Regions from separate parts of the Urocitellus parryii genome. Here region 1 is linked to region 2. Evidence: chromatin contacts called from public Hi-C data. All regions are on one chromosome and are shown on one strand. Each heading gives the region's core, a stretch centred on a gene start, on an enhancer-like site or on the middle of the called end of the contact. The rest is flanking DNA. Distances are from core to core; before and after follow the strand shown.

Region 1 (6,907 bases), core at 2,992-5,491, 540 kb after region 2:
TATATGTAAACACACACACACACACACACACACTGCTGATACCATAACTTTGGGAGAAAAAAAATTATTTCTAAAAGGAAGTTTCAGTGTTAATGGATCAGGAAACTGTGGGTTCTATTTCTTAAGAAGAAACCAAATGAAATAATGCAGAAAATGTGTATGTATTATGACAATTTAAACTGTACAAATACTTGATGACAAAATCCTATTAACCAGTTTTAGAAACTAGATCATCTCAAATATGTTTCAGTACACTTTTTAAAAGGGGAAAATAATCTCTCCAGTTGTAGATTCCTAGAAACCTGTAACACACTGACCTTACATCAAAAAGGCTCAAACTATAGCACTGATTCTTTAAAATGCTACTGGGCATTCATCTGGTCTAACCCTAACAATTCTAGTTAAATAAAACTTCATGGCACTTGATCATATTTTTTTCTAAAACAATCCTTAGCCAGGTATCCACATGCATCATGAGGAAATGTCTGAGAGACATTTGTTAAAACAGGATTAGAAACTTATTTCAATGATTATTGATTATTCCATACTCAACTTCTTTGTTCTTTAAAAATAGCTTTGAATAATGAAATCATGAAACAAGAAAAACAAATGAATTAGCAACTCAAAAATGGGAAGAAAAAAACAAAGTGCTGTTCTACAGATGTGCAAAAACGACTTCTTTTTAATCAACTAGTTTGATTAACCAAAGTTCTCCATTTCTTTTGCCCTGAATTTTATATTTAAACAAAGGGGATGAAGAATTAACCAAAGCAACAAGAAACACAATAGAGACTCTGTTAATAAATTAATCTAGTGTCTAAATTAGTTTTTCACCCAGGATGAAAATTAGTACCAAATCCTGACCAAAAATTAAGCAAACCAGTATCCAGATAGAAAGAAAGGGGGGCATGGTGGTGGTGGGGGCAGCCAGCATTGACAGTATGTGCCTGTAATTCCAGCTACTCAGGAAGCAGAGATAGGAGTATCTCGAGTTTGAGGCCAACCAGGGCAATTCAATTAGACTCTATCTCAAAATAAAAAAATTTTTTAAAGAGCTGGGGATACATTCAGTGGAAGGACACCTCTGGGTTGAATTCCCAGTTACCATAAAAACAAAACAGAAAAAAAGTAAAACAAAAAATTGAGAATTTCTGAAGCAAAGAATGTACTTCACCTCTTTATTTCTAATCCCTGACCCCATCCCCCCACCCCCACCCCCCCTCACCCCAGACACCCTCAGAAGGAGTAGTGTCCTCCCTATGAATCCTTGAGTCTTCTGTGATCCCATATCTGCTCATTTCTCAGGGGTGAGTTTGATGTTATTATGAGACCTCTAATATTCCAAAGGTCAAGGTGTCATGTTTGATATAACATAACCATGTAGTATCAGTAGCAGAATAAAGCAGCAAGGTATCATGATTTACTATTTATTTATGTGTAGAAGTTGAATTATTTTAGGCAGATGTCTTTGAGGAAAATTGAAAACAGTCTCAGAAGAATTAGCTAGCTTTCACCTCAACTTCTTAAGACTGAAAATGTAAATATGATCTTTACACATATTTGGCTGACTTATTAAATCAATACATAAACACAAGGAAACACTGTCAATACAATTTCACATTTCACCGGTTTCTAATTCATCTTGATTTAGAGGAGGGTCCCCATAAATAGATAACAAAGTCTTAAATATCTAGGGGTAGGGCTAAGCAAAGATCACATATTCTAAAATATGTGAAACTCTACAGCATCTAAAAAGATGCTATAGCAGATTGTAAACAAATTTTTTCTGATGCCAGAACTAAATTAAAATTTGATTTACAGGGCTGGGGATGTGGCTCAAGCGGTAGCGCGCTCGCTGGCATGCGTGCGGCCAGGGTTCGATCCTCAGCACCACATACAAAGACGTTGTGTCCGCCAATAACTAAAAAATAAATATTAGAAAATTCTCCCTCTCTCTCTCTCTCTCTCTCCCTCCTCTCTCTTTAAAAAAAAAATAAATAAAATAAAATTTGATTTACAGTTCTCCTGGATTACTTTATGACCAAATGCTTTGTCTATAAGCATGTACATAGTTAATAGATCATCTGAACCCAGTCTCCCCAACCAGAAGATCCCCACACAAACAATCTTGGGGTTCCTATGGAAATAAATCAGTCTAAATAAATAAATAAGTACACATCACGCGTAAGTATACATTGCTGGATTCTACAGACAGAAATTTATTCCTCCCACCAATATTTCCAAAATTCCTACCATGTACGTGCTTGGCACCGGACTGGAAGACTAGGGATAGAAGGGTCCCTGGGAACTCCATTTCTGTAAAGACTGGAATCTCATTCCTGCCCTTCAGAAACTTAAAAATAAATTACTGCCTGAGCAGCTTTGCACCCAGATATGTAACTTTTAATTATAGACTGCTGACTTAATAGCAAGGCAGGTGACCACTCTAGGTGTTAACACAAATTTAGTTAATATTCTTGTTGACATACCAAAAAAGATCTATTATCTAAAAACCAAAATAGGCCAAAATAAAATTTCAGTTACAGACTAAAACTTCAAGAATGAAGTATTGTCTAAACTATGTTCAGACTTCCAGTATTTCAATTACTTATGTTTATTTTCTTATTTTAACCCAGAGCAAAGGTGAATCTCAGGCATGACCATAAGAGAGAGATCAGAGCCTGCTTGTAATCACAAAAGGCATACTCTGTGCTCCTCTGTATTCCTAGGTTTCCATTCACTCAAAGCCAAAAGTTGTACAACTAATTTTAGACAACAAATATAATTGGTTTGCCCATCTTCATTAATATCAAATTTATGAGAGACTATTTTCACTGCAGACTGCTGTATTTTCTTGAAGCTGAACAATCCCCAAAGAGATTAAACTTGTAAAGAAAGGCCTATCAAAAGTCATTTTGCAAAAAAAAAAAAAAAGTCATTTTGCATTCCCAGCGACTCAGAAGGCCAAGACAGGAGGATCATAAATTGGTGGCCCTAAGCAAATCAGCAAGACCCCGTCTCAAAATAAAAAATAAAAAGGGCTGAGGTTGTAGTTCAGTGGTAAAGGGCCCTAGGTTCAATACCAAGTACCAAAATAAAATAAAATAAAAATTTAAAAAATAATTTTGCATTGTTTTAAGCCAAATCACACCACAATTTAATTCTGCTAGCGTTCCCCCACTCTTTCAAAAATGACAAAGAAAATTATTGTGTAAGTTCTTCCATCAAAACAGAAAATTCCTGATTTTCTCTTTCGACGAACAGCATCCACATGATCTAATTCCATCTTGACGTTTTAACCAAGACCTCCTTAAACTTCAAGCCTAATTCTCCATTTCTAGGACCCTGAAAAGACCTGAGAACAATTAAAAAAGGGATCCGCACGTAAGCGTGTCATCACAATGTTAAAAGACTTCGAAACTTTTCCTGACCACTATGGAGCCTAACTGTTCAGCAACCCTCATAGATGCAAACACCGGGTTGAAACAATCGACCCCCAAAGACAAAAATCACACATCTCTCTCTGCACGACCACTCAACCCAACAATCGCAGGACTCCAGCCAAAACACCACGTTAATACGTTCCAACTAGAATCTGGGCCTGTCGCGGTTAAACAGAATCAGGAAAAGGCTACGACCTGAGGCGGGGGTCTCGGAGAAGTGTCTCGGAAAGCTGCCCCCTCGGAAGAATTCCCAGGCCGGAACGGGAGCCGAGGAGCTAGGGATGCGGGAGAAGACGGAAGCGGACCCGAGGGGCGCAGCCGACGAGAACCGGGCTCGGAGGAGAGCGGGAAAAGGCGGGAAGGGGCAAAGGGCGGCCCTGGAGGGCGAAAAAGGGGAAGCTAAGGCTGGGCGGGAGACCGCGAAGGAGCGGGGCGGGGACGGCGGGAGGGCAGAAAGGCGGGAAGCGGCGAGAGCGCGGAGCTCCGGCAGATCCAGACCGCCGCGGAATAGCCGGCGCCGAGAGGCGCAGGTTCAGGCCCGGCCCAAGTAGTCGGCGCCGGGAGAAGACGCTACGAGAGGTGGGCGAACCCAGAGGAAACTGCCCGCGCCCGGGCAGGACCTGGAGGCCGACATGCCGTTTCTCGGCCCCTCCCCGTCACGTCACGGCACTTACCTCCTCGCAGCTGGGGCGCTCCGGTGATCCGGTCCCGTCAGTTCAGATCGTCTCTCCCCGACCGCCGCGCCTGACTGACCCGGATCCAAACCCGCGGCAGGGGCGGCCCGCGCCTCCGGAGTCGCACTGCGCCTGCGTCATTCGGCACGCGCCCCGCCTCCTGCTCATGCCCCTCCCACCCCAGTGACTCGGCAGGGCAGTAGGCATGGCCGCGCAGGCGCGCGGTGGAGGACGCGTCTCTCCATGCCCCGCCCTGCCCCTCTCTGAAGCACGTGCGCTCGCGTCATTTCCTGTTATTCTTTTCTCTCCCACTCCGGTGTTGTGGGTTTGCTGGGGACCGACTCTTGGGGCGTGTCTGCTTCCTCTTTTTTGTCAGGTGAGTGAGTAGGCATAACTCTTCCCAGTGGCCAAGCCGTCTCCACTTCCCGGGGATCTCCTTGTGCTTAGTCCTTCACTAGGAATCGCCAAGGCAACGGGATTCCTCGAGGGTGAGGTCCGCGTGGGGGAGCCTTCGTACAGAGACCCTTCTGAGAGTTTGGCCAAGTCCCCTCAATGCCGGGGTATGGATCGCCTGCAAAGTCTTGGGCTCGGGCTGCAACCCTTGCCTCCTGGGATCTTTTCAGGGCCTTCTGAGAAGCGAGGAGGTATCGGTCATAGTTGTGACCAGGAATGCGAGGCCAGAATTAAAACCGAAATGCCTTCGCTTCTGATGCCTCTGTTTGATTCAAGGCAACTGCTTATTCCTCTCTGAGCCTCAGTTTCTTCGTCTAGTAAATGAGGAAGTTGGACGATATCTGCATGTGTCCTTTTTTCAGGGACTCCTTTGAGAATCTGGTGAGAAGTATAGACCCTTTCGCCAGAGAAATGCACATACACACCAAAGTTTTCCACAAAGTTTAGGCAGGTCACCTACGTCGGTGATTTTTTTAGGGATCGCTATATATTTATGATTCTGATGGTTACTCACTCAGCAGACGGGAAAGGGGTGAGCTCTGCAGCAGCTGCTGCCTCCTCCATCACCAGGACTGGTTCTGCCAATCTAGCTATGCCTCTCCTCACCTGCCTTTGCCCAGCTCCACTTCTCAAAGCTTCGTGGGAAAAGATGACTGTCTCAATTCTGTTACTTTTGACCCAATGTCACAGTGGCAAAAGGTGTGACTTTTGCAGTCAAGGGGAAGAAATAAAGAATGTCCACGCTTCTGCCTTTGTCAATGCTTTATTCACTCAAATCACTCAATATAATTTCACTCTCTAGGTTCTTTTTTTTAAATATGCGTGGTTTTTTTTAGTTGTAGGTGAACACAATAACCTTTATTTTTATGTGATGTTGAGTTTTGAAGCCAGTGCCTCATGTGAGCTAGGCAAGCACTCTACCGCTGAGCCACAACCCCAGCCCTTCTGTAGGTTCTTAATCAAGAAAATGACAATACTTAGTGCTAGACACTGAAAGAGATGTAATTCACAGCAAACAATTATACATTAATTCTAAGTGCTGCAAACACACTTAATCATGACAAGCTCATGACAGACATTCCCTCTGCATGCTAAGCTCAAGTGTGACTTAGAGCCTTAGGCTCTAAGTCTAGCAGATGCACACTCACTCAGACTGTGGTGATCAGATGGCAGGCTTCTCCTGGGGTGGAGCTGATGGCTGGCTGAGGAAGTGGTCATAGGGAGAAGTCTCTTTCTCGCCAGAGTCAAGTGGCTGCTGTAGAGTATGAGAGCGGAGAGAATAACACAGAGGATCAGGCAGATGAGAAGAGTTGGGATTTCAGTCTGGGTCCTCACGAGGCTCTCAGACTTGTGTGCATCAGTGTCGACTGGCTGAATGTCTGTTCATTTGCTCCTTCATTTATACTAAATTTTGGGGCTTTGACCACCCTTTCAGTCCCTATCAGCTGCCACTGGGTCTCTCAGTGATGTCTTTACCCTGGGGTTAAAGCATTGGGTCTGTTGGTTCCCACCCTGATTTTCTTGCCTTTCCCTCTATGGGGCAAGGACAACATGCTAGAGACTTCACTCTGGGATTATCAGGGTGGGGAAAAGTGACTTGTTTGTGCCTAAGCACCATACTGGAGTGCTCCATTAGGCATGCCTGGTGAGACTGCAGGTTTCAAACTGGAGTTTTTAAGATGGAGTTGCTTAGGCTCAGGCCTAAGGCTATCCTTACCCCCAGCCCTAGAGTGAGGGAGTAACCCTGAACCCAAACTGGCTCCATCACCCTTATTCTCCAGTCCTATTAGCTGAATTGGCTTTTGAAGACAATTCACCTTTATCAGCTTAACTACACCCATGGAATGCTTGACTCTGGGAATGAATTAAAATTCATTGTACAGACAATCCCCCAACTGCTGATAGTTTGAATTAGGATTTTTTGACTTCACGATGGTGTGAAAACATATTGCATTCAGTAATAACCAGGCTTCAAATTTTGAATTTTGATTTTTTTTTCCCCCAGGGCTTGAAATATGCCCTTTTAGGATGCTGGGCTTAGGCGGGGAGCTGCAACTCCCACTGTCAGGCAGTCACCTAGTCAGGAGGGTAAACCACAGAGACCCTACAGTGTACTGTTGCCAGGCTTTGATGTTCAGTAAGTTATGTATATCAAATGCATCTTTGGTTTAAGATATTTTCAGTTTATGATGACTTTATCTGGGTGTAACCCCATCATAAGTGGAATAGTATCGGTATAAGTTTGCTAAAGCATGTTGTAGGCGTAGGTAAAACATTTTAGATTCTCCTTGTTTATATCAGTGGCTCAATAACTGACAGGAGAAGAAAGAAAACTGT
Region 2 (6,332 bases), core at 3,169-5,668:
TATTTGTTGTATACAAAAATGGGTTCGTGAATATATTAAAACAGATTTCTTCCTGGGCACAGCAGCACACACCTGTAATACCAGCAGCTTGGGAGGCTGAGGTAGGAGGATTGCAAGTTCAAGGCCAGCCTCAGGAACAAACTGAGAACATCTCAACATGAAAAATAAAAAAGGATGGGGATGTGTCTCAGTGGTAGAGCAACCCTGGATTCAATATCCAGTAGTGTGTGAGGGCGCGCGCGCGCACACACACACACACACACACACACACACACACACACACAAAGCCAGCTAGTCAATATTTCAGGCTTTTGCAGGCTGGACATCTCTTTCACAACTTATTAGGGGAAGGCCTCCGAACTAGGGAAGCCAGTGGTGTGACTCAGTCTAAGGACACTGGCCTGAGAATGGGAGAGATCGCTGGTGTAAGTCCGAGAGTCCAAAACCACAAAGTCCTAATACTCAAGGGCAGAGAAAGAGGGTTGTCCCAGCTGCAAGAGAAAGAGCAAATTCACCTTTCTTGTATTTTGTTCTATCTAGACCTTCGGCCAATTGAATGGTACCTGCCAAAGCTGGGTGAGAGCGAATCTTCCTTACTCAATCCACTGATTCCAATGTCCATTTCTTGCAGAAACACTCTCACAGACACACCTAAATAGTGTTTTACCAGTGATCCAGGTATCCCTTAATTCAGTCAGGTTGACACCTAAAGTTAGTCTTCTCAGATGCCATGATCTCCCAAGATCCATTCATAATGACAGCTGCTGGGATGCTAGATTTTTCTCAGACGTAAGAAAGTAGAATCATTCAGAAAACATTTCCTTGTTTCGGAAAACAAGGTGATTTGAAAATCTCTTTGGCTTCCAGCTAACTTGTGCAAGAAAGAGTACGCACTGGATTGAAACCCACAAGCATTATGGACCTGAGACTATCTTTTACAATCTGGGTCATTAGGAATTTGATGTGAATAATAGTCTTTGGGATGAGATGAGATTAACACGTCATTAATCTCATCAGATTAATCCTGACAGATTCCAGCAGTTACCTGCATGATTTTAAAATGAGCAGTGATGGAATGCTCTTTATCAACTGCAATTGTAGATGTTTAAAGAAATAAGCTCCTGTGTTGCAATCACTCCTCCTTGATTTGTTCTTCAAAATTATCAACAGTTAGATTATCAGCAGGACTCCACAGAATGTTGATGGTCTACCACCGGCTTAATGATGAGGTCCTTTTCTATTGCTAATGAGTTTTTTGGTGTTGTGTTGTTGAGAGCCACAGCCAAAGGGGCCCCAGCAAACTTCCAGCTGACTGGCTCACCATGGCCCCAGCAAACTTCCAGCTGCCAGCTGATTGGCTCCTCTGGGGTGATGCTCATTGGGCTGTTTCCCCCGACCTTTCAGACCACGGAGCTGCTCATTGGGGGACTCTTTTGGTTCCGCCCATGGGATCCAGCCAATCAGCCTCAAGAGCGGGAGGAGTGGGGGTTTTGAGAGGCTTGTGGGAAGCCGGTGGTGGCAGTTGGGCTCTGAGGGAATTCCTGAAGAGCTTGCAGTATGGTGTGTGTGTTCTAAAAATAAAGTTGGTTTCTGCTTGATAAGTGGCTCCTGAATTGTTCCCAGCCAGACTGCAGCATTATATGGGTTTTTTTTTGTTTGCTTGTTTGTTTTGTTTTTGTTCAGAGTAACTATTCAACTCTGGGAAGGAGAGGTAAAAAGAGGATATTTGGGGGGGCATCCTTCTTTTAGGGCAAATGAGCAAGGTGAGAGGCAGCAATACCTACTTTCCACATGTATTCTTTAAGAAGTCCTATTCCAGTTCCTTTTCAAAAGGAATGTTCAGCTAGGTGGTGGTGTATGACCACAATCCCAGAGATGCAGGAGGCTGAGAGGCAGATGATCCAAGGATCACAAATTCAAGGTCAATCTCAGCAATCTAGCAAGACCCTGCAGCACAAAACATTAAACAGTTGGTAGAATGCTTGCCTTACAAGCACAAAGGCCCTGTGTTGATCCCCAGCACCAAAAAAAAAAAAAAAAGAAAGAAAGAAAGAAAAAAAGAAAAAGAAAAAGAAAGAAAGGATGGGGCTGGGGATGTGGCTCAAGTAGTAGCACGCTCGTCTGGCATGCGAGCTGCCCGAATTCGATCCTCAGCACCACATACAAACAAAGATGTTGTGTCCGCCAAGAATAAAGAATAAAAAATAAATAAATAAATAAATAAATATTAAAATTTAAAAAAAAAAAAGAAAGGATGGACTGGAGATGTATGATGTAGCTCAGTGTTAAAGCGCCCCCTCCCCCCTTCAATCCCAAGTACCATTAAAAAAAAAAGTTAAAACAATTAATGTTCAGCCCCACGAGCACTATTGAAAAACCAAAAACCAGCCTCTATCTCAGAGCAAAGCCTGTCCAAGGAAGGGACATGACCTTAGACCTTGGAAAGACCCACAGAGCACTCCTAAGCACATTCCCACCCTGCTAAGTGTTCATCTACAAATAACAGGAGAGATCTGCTGCGCCAGGTGTCCCTGACTCAGTCAGGCTAGGTGGGGATCCCTAGCAGCCACCAATCAGCGTGAGACAGGGAAATACCTGGGATGCCAGATGACCCTCCCAGTAGTTTATGGTGTTGGGAAGCCATGTAGTTCAGCACAAACACCCCTCTTGGTTTAAACCAATCAGTTCAAATGAATACCCCTTTTGAACTGACCAATCACCCCTACCCAACTTGTTCCAGCCAGTGAATGTGCTAATCATGTTTTAGAGTTGTTATTTGATATTCCCCCGGTGTGTGATGATTTGCTATGATGTATGTGAAGTCCCTGCCCTCTCCAAAGAATGTATAAAACTGCTGCAAACCCTGGGCTTGGGGCCTCTCAGCGTCACCAGTTGCTGTGTGTGTGTGCGCGCCCCTGGGCAAAGAACAGAGCTAGCTTGCAATAAACACCTCTTTGCTGCTTACATCGATCTTGGGTCTCTGGTGGTCTTTGGGGGTCCCGAATTCGAGCATAACACTATGAGGGTAGTTTTCCAGTTTACCTCTTGCAAATAATTAATTTTCACAAATTTTTAAATGTTGACAATTTGATGAGTACAAAAATATTATAATATTGTTGAAGTCTCATCTCCCTAATTATACTCTATAAGTATTTAAAATTTGTTTTAAATCTATATTTCTTATTTATTTAATTTTAAGGTTGACCTCTACCCACCAGACTGGTGGCAGGGTTTGTTGTTGTTAAGCTTTTTTGTTTATTTTGACAGTATAGGATTGAACCTAGGGGTGCTTTCTCACTGAACTAAATTTGTAGCCCTTTTTATTTTGAGACAGGGTGTCCCTACATTGCTCTGGCTTCCTTGAACTTGCAAACCTCCTGCTTTAGTCTCCAAGTTGTTGGGATTACAGGTGTTCCCCACCAGGCCAGATGACTGTATTAACTTGCCTCCCCCAACAATGACAACCAACAATGCTTCCAGACTCTGCCAGATGTCCCTTGCGGACAAATTCGCCCATTTTCAACTAAGGGCTGAAGAATATTGACACTGTGTGACTCAAAAAGAGCGGGGATGCACAAATACCTAAGACCTGTATTATCTCAGCGATAGCCTATTTTTCTCTTAGCTTCTGTGACATTGTACTCTCCTGGTTTGTTTGTTTGTTTGTTTGTTTTTTGTGACTTGCAGTCATTCCTTTTCCAGTCTCCCTTCCTGGTACTCCAGGGTATAGTTATGGGACTTCTGCTCTCTACCGGAAAACTACTTTGTGCTTATCTAGCTCTGCAGTTTTAAGTGGCATCTCTATTGATAACCTCACAAATGTTTATTTCTGCCATCAATAAAATGCCTTCCAAACCAATGGAGGAAAATTTAGATTTGGTTCCACAGACTCTCCAAATAGGAGAAAGAGCTCATTGCTGTGGGAAAGTCCTTTAGTGCCAGGGTCCTTGGTCATGCTCCCTTTGTGAGCCACTGCAGCGAGTGCCAGATTCCAATGTACACTCCAATCTACACGCTGCCGGTGCTCCAAAGAAAAGCCATGGAGGGTCAGGTGCAGGAAGGCGTGGGAAGCTGATGAAGGCCGTGAAGTCCCCAAGGGACTGAACTTGGAAGGGCAGAGCGCTCGCAACACGACTCCCAAGACGAAACACAAGCTACGGACTCAGCGAAGCTGGCGAGCCAACTGTGTGCGAGACCACTACCCCCAGCCAAGTGGGCGTGAACCAATCCGAGGAGGAAATGCACAGCCTCGTTTTAACCGACCAATCAGAGACCAGAGTGACTTTTTATGACAACCTCCAGAGCCAATAAAAATGGAAGGTTCTCGTGGTGGAGAATACAGAGGGGAAGTTTATTAAAAAGCGCAAATGAAAAGACAAGTACGCGGCTAGACCACAGGATATAATGTTTACAGAGCCGGGTGGGAGTACTGGAGAAAAACTTGAAAGCAAGGTCACACTCCACTGACACGTCGCGTGCAGGGTACCCGCAAGTCACTCCCGAGTGCGGGGCTCAACGCGGGAGGGTGCGTGCTGCGCATTGACGTCACGCGCCGGCCCCGCCCCCAGCCGCCCATATAGCGTAGCTCTGGCGCGCACGCACACCATTGTGTGGCTGGACTCGGCCGCCGCTGCGGTGTGAGGCGCGTGTTCGGGCCCTCGCCGTCCCCGCACCCGCACCGCGGCTACTGCCTTGCTGTCCGCCGTCCGACAGCCAGCCTTCGGGACCTCGCCCACCACGGACATGCCTCGCGTCTACATAGGACGCCTGAGCTACAACGTCCGGGAGAAGGACATCCAGCGCTTTTTCAGCGGCTATGGCCGCCTCCTCGAAGTAGACCTCAAAAATGGGTGAGTCGGGCCTGGGCGCCCGCGTTCGTGCCCAACGCCCTGGGCCTAGTGGCGGCTGGGGCTGTCCGAGAGACAAGGCGGCCAAGGCCGCGGCGCCGCGTGGCAGAGCCTCCAAGATGGCGGCGGCGCGGCGCCACGGGTGCGCGCGGGGATCGCGGGTGCGCGCACGTGCGCGACACCGGCTAACGACGACCCCGCCGGTGCTTGGCCCGCGCCCCCCCACTCAGGTACGGCTTCGTGGAGTTCGAGGACTCCCGCGACGCCGACGACGCCGTTTACGAGCTGAACGGCAAGGAGCTCTGCGGCGAGCGCGTGATCGTGGAGCACGCCCGGGGCCCGCGCCGCGATCGCGACGGCTACAGCTACGGAAGCCGCAGTGAGTCCCTCCCCCGCGCGCTCCGCGCCTTTGGGACCTGGGGGGCGGGCGCAGGCACTAGGGTGGGCGGGGTTGGGCCTCCCAGCCCGGGCAGGTGCGGGGGCCGGGAGTCGTTTGACCCGGCTGTCCCTGGGCCCCGCTGCCTCCACCCCTGCCCGGGACAACCATGGGACACCGGAGCGCGGGGTTTGGGTCTGGGTATTCGGTTTTGGCCAAGTTGGGAGGGGGGTGGCTTCTGCTGGGCCCTCCTTGGCACTATCGTGGGTTCTGCCCACTTGGAAGCAAGGGATGACTGTATTTCTCCTATGCCCCTTGCTTATTAGTCAGTGCATTAGATAGAAATGTGGAAGTTTGGGGACAGGCTGGGGTGGCGGTGGGGTAGGGGGTGGGGAAAGGGGAGGAGCTTGAGGTGTAGATCTGAAGAGCTAGTAAAATTGGTGGGGGGCAAAGAAAATACTATTTTAAAGTATTGTGGTATTGTACCACAGAGTAAATCTAAATAAGCTTTATGCTGTTCTTAAACTATTTGGGGCATGTTATTGGGAGGAGGTTGGGGGGATTTTTGGTTATGTTAAATGTTTGATGTTGAAATTGTTGCATGTTGAATTCAAACTTTTTAACAAGTCCTTGATGTTTCAATTTGAAAGTGACCAATGGGGCTGAGGCTGTGTCCACTGAGGCTAAGATGACTGCCTTTCCTGATTGGCCTTGGCTTTTCCATACATTGTGTGACCCTTGCCCTATGACCCTTTGGCTGACCTTACCGGAAGCCATGACGACAGCAGCCTTTTGCCATTAGACGCAGGGTGATGGTGAGGATTCCAAGGGTTAGACAAAACTGGTTAATCTGAACTAGGTGACTGTTACCTTGCGTGTTTTGTGGCCAAACCACCACCAAAAACCTCACACTGTGATGTAAGTACTTAGTGTAACTAGTAAAAATTTTTGTAAAATGTAGAAATGCATGTAATCAGTTAAGTTTTATATTTTACAATGTTCTGTAAAATAAAACTTAGCGAGGTAAATTGAATAAAGGAGCAGTCACTCTCTAACAGATTGTAGGAGAGGTTTAGTTGGATTTAGTCTATTTGACTTGCCCTTAATTT

Evidence for each region. A called contact is a pair of places that touch in the nucleus more often than the background predicts.
Region 1: a contact with region 2 is called in a Hi-C map of muscle, with 4 times the contacts expected there. The contact joins the promoter of Oser1 here to the promoter of Srsf6 in region 2. A contact is called at or near these places in 2 of 2 Hi-C or Micro-C datasets (liver and muscle).

The regions. Positions count from the first base shown.
Region 1 is chr6:184,748,190-184,755,096 of mUroPar1.hap1, forward strand. It overlaps Oser1 (oxidative stress responsive serine rich 1), which reads right to left and starts at 4,242. Exons shown (of 4, transcript XM_026383187.2): 1 at 4,118-4,242.
Region 2 is chr6:184,208,301-184,214,632 of mUroPar1.hap1, forward strand. It overlaps Srsf6 (serine and arginine rich splicing factor 6), which reads left to right and starts at 4,419. Exons shown (of 6, transcript XM_077799733.1): 1 at 4,419-4,850; 2 at 5,078-5,226. The coding sequence starts at 4,744.